Linked DNA regions of Sus scrofa: region 2 is linked to region 1. The links are chromatin contacts, called in public Hi-C maps. All regions are on one chromosome and are shown on one strand. Each heading gives the region's core, a stretch centred on a gene start, on an enhancer-like site or on the middle of the called end of the contact. The rest is flanking DNA. Distances are from core to core; before and after follow the strand shown.

Evidence for each region. A called contact is a pair of places that touch in the nucleus more often than the background predicts.
Region 2: a Hi-C map of liver shows a contact between it and region 1, with 6 times the contacts expected there. The contact joins the promoter of MRPL37 here to the promoter of PARS2 in region 1. A contact is called at or near these places in 1 of 5 promoter capture datasets (fetal liver) and 2 of 47 Hi-C or Micro-C datasets (heart right ventricle and liver).

What each region holds. Positions count from the first base shown.
Region 1 is chr6:157,587,609-157,591,413 of Sscrofa11.1, forward strand. It overlaps PARS2 (probable proline--tRNA ligase, mitochondrial), which reads left to right and starts at 1,377. Exons shown (of 4, transcript XM_003127972.3): 1 at 1,377-1,474.
Region 2 is chr6:158,141,331-158,145,044 of Sscrofa11.1, forward strand. It overlaps MRPL37 (39S ribosomal protein L37, mitochondrial), which reads right to left and starts at 2,199. Exons shown (of 7, transcript XM_021096592.1): 1 at 1,774-2,199. The coding sequence starts at 2,119. It overlaps LOC100622386 (NADH-cytochrome b5 reductase-like), which reads left to right and starts at 2,267. Exons shown (of 6, transcript XM_021096602.1): 1 at 2,267-2,378.

The sequences.
Region 1 (3,805 bases), core at 127-2,626:
GCATCGTGGGGCTGGGACCGAGCGATTCCCAGTGCGGTCAAGTTTAAGAACCACTGCTTTGGTTTGTTTATCAGGCACGGTGTTGGGAGCGGAGGGAAACAAAGATGTAAACCCTACCCCATCCCACGCCCCTCACACTGGCTCATCATTTCCTGATTCAGGGCCTGCGTGTGTCCTGGACCTTCCAATCCCCTCCCACTGCCATTCTTGTGTTGCTAACCTCCACTCATCCTTCAGGGTCGGCTTGAAGCTCACCTCCTCAGGGAAGCCCTCTTTCCCAGCATTCCTAGAGGACTGTTCTCAGCCCCCTCAGCCCACCCTATTACACCACGGATCACACAGTATTTTTCCTGGCAGATCCTGGTGGGCTGAGAGCTTCTTGGGGCCAGTATCAGAACCACCAGGGTCTTGCACTGGGTCGTGTACATTTTAGGCGCTGAATAAACTATAGCGGTTACCAGTTAGGTAGCGTCATATGATACACAGCTCCCACCTCAGGGCGTTTGGCACTTTTTGTTCTCTGTGTCTAGAACATTCTTTCCCCCCCCCCATATCTGCAAGGCCCTCTCAGCTCCTTCAGGTCTTTGCTAAACTGTCACCTACTCCATCAGACTTTCCTTGATCCTTTTATTTTAAATGGCAACCACAGACCGCCAATGCTTTCCCTTGTCTAATTAATTTTTCTTCACAGTATTTAACACCATCTGACTAATGGGTCCTGTCTTTACATAAAATTTTGACCATTTGTGCATCATGGAGTTTTTGCATTATTTTTAAAAACTTAATTGCATTAAAATACCACTTATCTTGACCCCTGAGATCTTTGGCCTCCCTTTAACTTTCACTGTATTGATTTATTGACTAGAATGTAAGCTACACTGAATGCAGGGAACCCTGTCTGTTTTGTTCACCATTCCCCGTTTCTTCAAGGGGCTGGGACACGGCAGCTGTTCAAAAAATATTTTGTGAATAAAAGTTTGTCTTAGTGTCTTAAAGATGAAATAAAGGTGCTTCATTTCCACTGTTTAAACTTTTTAATTTATTTAAATTGAAAGCCTGTAAAATCGCAGGATAGATTCAAACTCGCTTGGCCCGCTGTTGTCATAGTTACAACATCCAAGGCGGGTCTCCTATTCCGAGAGTGGGGCGGGCCCTGGCAGTGGGTGGGAACTTTAGGCTCAAAACCTGGGAAATTGGCCTTGATCATAGAGTTACACCTCCCTAAATCCTAGAGGGCACTTCCCGGATGGTGATTTACTTATTGCTGCCCAGGCCAATCTACGAGCATGTTCTTTCTCCGCGGCTAAGTTTCCTGCAAACCTCTAGCGTGGGGTGGGGCCAGTCCCCCGAGCACGGCTTTGTGATTGGCGGTAAGGACAGGAGGCGGAGTTTGACGTGGATACGCCCCCGGCGCACGCGCGCTGGTCGGGCACGGCGGTCGCCGCGCGGGCCGAGTTGGCAGGGAGTAAACCTGGTGAGCATGGGTGACAGCGAGGGCTGAGGGTTGAGGGAAGGGCGGGAGGCTGCGGAACAAAGACTGCGCTCGGTCCTGGACGCCGAGACCTAGAACCCTGGCGTCCGTTTTCTCACGTGCCTCCGGTCCTTGGATTGGGGCTGGGTCACAGTCACTGAAACTCTTGGATTATGCTTGTCTCCTAGTCTGTTTCCTCCCTTGTGAAATGGGGGCAGGACTTCCTCCCTTGTCTGCCTCGGGTCGTTGTAACTGAGGATTTGTTAGAAATCTCCGAGACCTAATGAATCAGAAACTCTAGGGATGAGGCCCCATAATCAGTGTTTAATAAGCCCTCCAGATGATTCGGATGCTTGCTTGAATTTCAGATCCACGGGGCTACCGGAATGTAGCAGGCTGTATTGAGGGACTTCCAAACCCGAGTTGGGAAGGAAGGTGAGAGACGGAAAGAAGGGCGTGCACATGAAAGAAATCTTACAGACAGACTCATTTACTTGGAGAGGAATCAAGGGGAAGGTGTTTCTGGTTTGGGCCACGGGCCTGAGGTGGGGCCTTAAGTGGTGGTGCCAGGAGTGAACCAGCATGCCCTGCCTCCCGAGTCTGCACTTTTCTACTCAGTCACGTTAGGGCTCCCATCCTTTTTCAGGTCATAGGCCACATAGGAAATGATACTGTTTGTACAGTGCCCGGGGGAAATAGATGAAGCTGCTTGAGGTTGGAGTGGACCAGCTGTGGGATGTGAAGCCGCTGAAAGCTGGAGGGAACCACCTGGGGAATTTGACCTTCCCAGAGCTGAGGGGAGTCAGTAACCCATTCTCGGCATAAGGCTGGAGAGCTTTGCTCCATGAGGATATGCTGGAGATTAGAGGTGCTCGTTTTATTCGGCAATAAATCAAGAACCTTGAAAGGGTTTATATACTTTTTGACTCAGTAATTCATTCCTGAAAATCTCTCCCAAATATGTAACAAGAAACCCTTCTGTTTATTGTAGATTATGTTATAACAGAAAAAATTGGTAACTCTGAAGAATCATTTTTGTTTTTTTGTTTTCTTTTTAGGGCCACACCTGCAGCCTATGGAAGTTCCTGGGCTAGGGGTCAAATCAAAGCTGCAGCTGTGGGCCTACACAGCCACAGCAACTTGGGATCTGAGCCATGTCTGCAGCCTACACTGAGTGAGGCCAGGGATTGAACTGCATCCTCGTAGATACTAGTTGGGTTTGTAACCCACTGAACCACACGGGAACTCCCCAGAGAATTGTTTTTTTGTTTTTTTTGTCTTTTGTCATTTTAGGGCTGCACCCTCAGCGTATGGAGGTTCCAGGCTAGGGGTCCAATTGGAGCTATAGCTGCGGCCTACGCCACAGCCACAGCAACGCCAGATCCGGGTGGCATCTGCGACTTACACCTTAGCTCACGGCAATGCTGGATCCCTAACCCACTGAGCGAGGCAGGGATCGAACCCACAGCCTCACGGTTCCTAGTTGAATTCGTTTCTGCTGTGCCATGATGGAACTCCAGGAATTGTTTTTGATTTAATCAGTGGGATATTGTGCTGCCCTTAGGAATGTGTAAATATTTTATAAAATCAGGCAGAGCTTCTTTGCCTGCCCACCTGCTTATATCCCTCACAAGCATTCTGTCTTAATAAATCTATTTCTTGCCTAAAAAAAATAAAATCAGAGCTCCCGTTATGGCTTAGCAGGTTATGAACCCGACCAGTATCCATGAGGATGCGGGTTCGATCCCTGGCTTCATTCATTGGGTTAAGGATCCTGCGTTGCCATGAGCTGTGGTGTAGGTCGCAGATTCAGCTTGGTTCCTGAGTTGCTGTGGCTGTGGTGTAGGCTGGCAGCTACAGCTCTGATTCGATCCCTAGCCACGGAACTTCCATATGTCGTGGTGCGGCCCTAAAAAGAAAAAATAAAAATAATAATAAAAAATAATAAAATTATCCAGAAAGCTACACGCTCATTCAGTAGACAGTGTCTAGTAAGCCCCTCTATGTGACAAGCAAGTGAGATATGGCCCTTGCATGCACAGCCGAGTGCCTGGAGGAAGACCAGCGGCCAAAGGAGCAGTAACTCCAAAGACTGATTGGTGTTCCATGGGGGAGAGGGGTGCTCCCACGGGAGAAACTGGTCTTTGGGGTATGGGACGTGGGTCCAGAAAGGTATCCCAGACGACAGGGTAGCACTCCTGAGGCCTGGAGGGTGAGTAGACGTCAGTACGCGAGGGGGAGAGGAGCATTCTATGCAGAGGGGACTGTGTTTTAGTGCTGCAGCTGGAGCACGAGAGGGCAAGGGTCCGAGGAGGCCAGAGGGGACCAGCAGGC
Region 2 (3,714 bases), core at 949-3,448, 550 kb after region 1:
GATTCTGTGATTCATCAGAAAGAACTCTGGACTTGGGGTCAGGTAAATTGAGTTTTAGTCCCAATGCTGCCACTGTTTCTTAAAACTTGAGAAGTGGATAAAATATTAAGGTTTTATATATGAATAACATGCAACAGAGCTGCCATTTACTCAACATTACCATCTAACCTGTGCCAGGAGCTTTACCTACAAGTTGGATGGGATTTTATAGAATGGAGGATGAAACCCGAGAGAGACTAAGGGATTTGTTTCGAGGCCCAAACCTCTTAAGTGATGGGGCTAGGAGGAGAGCCCGAGTGTCTACATTAAAGCCCACGATCTCTCCATTATCCCAATCTGCTTCTCTAGCCCTGTGTCTTGCAAAGTTTTATTACAGACTTTACTGAACCTCTCTGCATATGGTAAAAGCACAGGGTATGTTTTCAGCCTGAACAAGTTAATTTAACTCCTAAAATGCAACTATGGCAATTCATCTACCTGGTAATGTTACCAGGGTCACTCAAGGATGACAACTCTTGTGAGGTCCCTCTCAGCACTCTGTATGGACAGTGAAAGGGTTTAAAGGCTGCAAGCCCAGCTTTCAGGAAAGGGTTTGGGCAGCTTTAAGAGGCTGGCTGGTTGACTCAAGTGTTTTTCAAACCTAGGATTTATTCGCTGGCTTAGTCCCCAAATTCTGACAGGTCTCTTTCTTTCTTAATTACTCATTGGAAAATTCTGCTCCCACTTACCTGGACCATTTTGTGTTTTCAGGCCAAGCCCTAACCCTATCCTGATTTAGGGACTAAGGAAGAATAAGGAGAAAAATCAGTAAAGGGTCTCTCAATAAACAAGCCCCCCCATACAATGAAACAATTTCTGCTACTGCCATAGACATACAGATAGTTTTGGCTCAAGTTATTTCGAGCTGTTCTTATTCCTAGTAGGAATAAAGGAGAAGGGAACTAGACAGCTTTTAGGTCTGGATCCTTTCCTTGAAAAACATCTCAGCTCTGACCTTTGACAAGAGACACTGACCTGGTGTAGGCCTGGCTTCACTAGTAACCCACAGCACAGCTGTGAGCAAGTCACATCCCCTCTGTCACAATTACCAATCCTGTGAAAAAAGGAGATAGGCCTGCAGATTAAGCACTCTTTCTGTCGTCTCTTTGCACTATAATTCCCCTCTAGTCCTTTTTCGGGTCACACCTGTGGCATACGGAAGTCACCAGGCTAGGGGTGTAATCAGAGCTGCAGCAATGCCACAGCAAAGCGGGATCTGAGCCACATCTGCGACCTACATCAGATTCTTAACCCACTGAGCGACGCCAGAGATCGAACCTGCATCCTCACAGATACTCATCGGGTTCCTAACCTACTGAGCCACAAGGGGAGCTCCCTCCCATCTAGTTCTTAAACATAGTTACATCTGGAGGGTGTCAAGAGCTCAGCCAATGTGCTCCACCTAGTCAAAAACAACTCATGCCACAGGAAATGGAGGCTTAGGAAGCTTCAGCCACTTGACCAAAATCACAGAGAGGGAGAGGCAAGGCTAAGCCTAGAAACCAGTTATTTTCACTTGGCCACTAAAATTCTTAATACTCTCTCACACATGCTGCTCTTTTCGTCCCACTTAATCTTGACAACTTCAGGAGATGGGAATCAATGTCGGGCGCCTTTCACAGACGAAGAACCTGAGGCCCACAGAGTTTCAATGTCCTGCCCAAGGCCACAGAAAATTGAGGTCTGTGCTGAGTGGAGGAACAAGGCCCCTTCCCGCCCGTGCTGGGGCCTCACCCTCGAGGAGACGGCAACGCTGGTGAAAGACGTAGCACGCCTGGTCCTTGTACAGCGGGTGCTCGTGAAGCGGGGGCAAACGGCGGAACTTTGGGTGCGTCCAGCCGGGGTCCCAGGGAGGGAAGACTGGCCGCGCCAGCCCGGGCATGAAGTGCATTTTCCCCGCGTAGGTGATGGGCTCCAGTCCTGGGATCTCGTACACTCTGTCCAGGGGAGGAGGCTCGGGTTTCCGCGTGGAGCGCACACCCCACTCGTACGCCCCGCGTCTCGGGGCCCCGCAGCCCCCAAGGCCGAGCCGGCCGAGGCGAGCCAGCGCCCGCCTTGCGGGCCCAGACGCCAACGCCATACCCAGCGGATCTTCTCAAAGCCTCCACCTGGACGCCACCATCTTCCCGAGCGCAAGGCCTGCTGGGAACGAAATGGGCTGAACGCCAAGGCTCCGTTTATGAGTGGCAGCGGCTTTAACCAATCACAATCAGGGCATCTTTGTCTTGCCCCACCCCCCAGACCTTCTTCCTTTCCCGCAGGTGGAACCCTGCCCGCTTCGCCGCGGGCGGGGGGGGAACCTGCATGATCCTCACCTGAGGGGAATCGCTGGAGGGTAGGTGAGTGGTTGTGATGGGGGCTGGGACGGGACTAGGAGAAGAGCTCCAGGACCTCAAACTCGAACTCAGGACAACCTTGATCTCTTACGGCAGTTGGAGTTTGGGCAGGGTACGTCCTTCTGAGCCTTAAAGTCCCTCGCTGTAAAAATAGTGATAGAAGTGCCTAAACTAGCGCAGCTGCGCAGCGTCCCGCACGTGGTGGGTTTCCTTTCCTCTCAACCACTTCTCACGATAAGCTTGAGCGTGGTCCTTGCACCGACCGCTTGTACTGCTCGCCTCCTCCCCAGCGCTGAAAGTGAGTTCCTTTCCTCCTCTTTCCTTGGAATTTCCTTTTGCGCCTCCTAGAAGCAGGATCAGAGGTACACCTGGAGGTGTACCCTGCTCTTTGAGCAACACGTGTTTATCAAATGACAAACTCTCAGGCACTGCTGAGCACCAGGTTTGCACTGGTGAATGAAACAGATGTGACGTAGACCTTATAGGTTAGTAGGCGATACAGACAGACAGCAAGTAAATAAATAGCAATTACAACACACACACTTCTTACCCCGTTTCCCTAGTTATTTTTCTCTTTCGCATTTAACACTAACGTGCCATGTTTTCCATTTTGATCTTGTGTAATGACTCTCCCACTAGAATATAAGCTCCATGAGTGCGCGGGTTTCAGATTCTTCACTGAAGCCTGCCTGTAGATCAGCGTCTGCCACAGACTCAATATGTGTTTAATGAATGAATAAATAATAATATGTGATTAATCAATAAGGTATTATTAATAATAAACATAGTACCTGCTAGAGAATGAGAAGGGGAAGGTTCAGCAGAGCTCAGAGAAGGTGACCTTGAAGCAGGGCCTGAGGGTGAGGAGCATCATCGCAGCAGAGGCAACAGCAGATGTCAGCGCCTGGCTTCTTACACTGAAAAGGCAGAAGGCTGAGAGAAGGCTTGTCTTTGAGAGGAAGCTGGACCTTTAAAATTCATGATTGACATGGCCAACTTCTCTACTAATTTCCAAACAGCCAGGGAAAGTGAGATTAGTAAAACATGGAGAAGATAAATTTAAGGCTGAGATGGATAAATAACCGCCTTGGAGTTCCCGTCATGGCTCAGTGGTTAACGAATCCGACTAGGAACCATGAGGTTGCAGGTTCGATCCCTGGCCTCACTCTGTGGGTTAAGGATCCGGTGTTGTGGTGAGCTGTGGTGTAGGTCACAGACGCGGCTTGGATCCTGCGTTGCTGTGGCTCTGGCTTAGGCTGGTGGCTACAGCTCCGATTCGACCCCTAGCCTGGGGATCCTCCATATGCTGCGGGAGTGGCCCTAGAAATGGCAAAAAGAC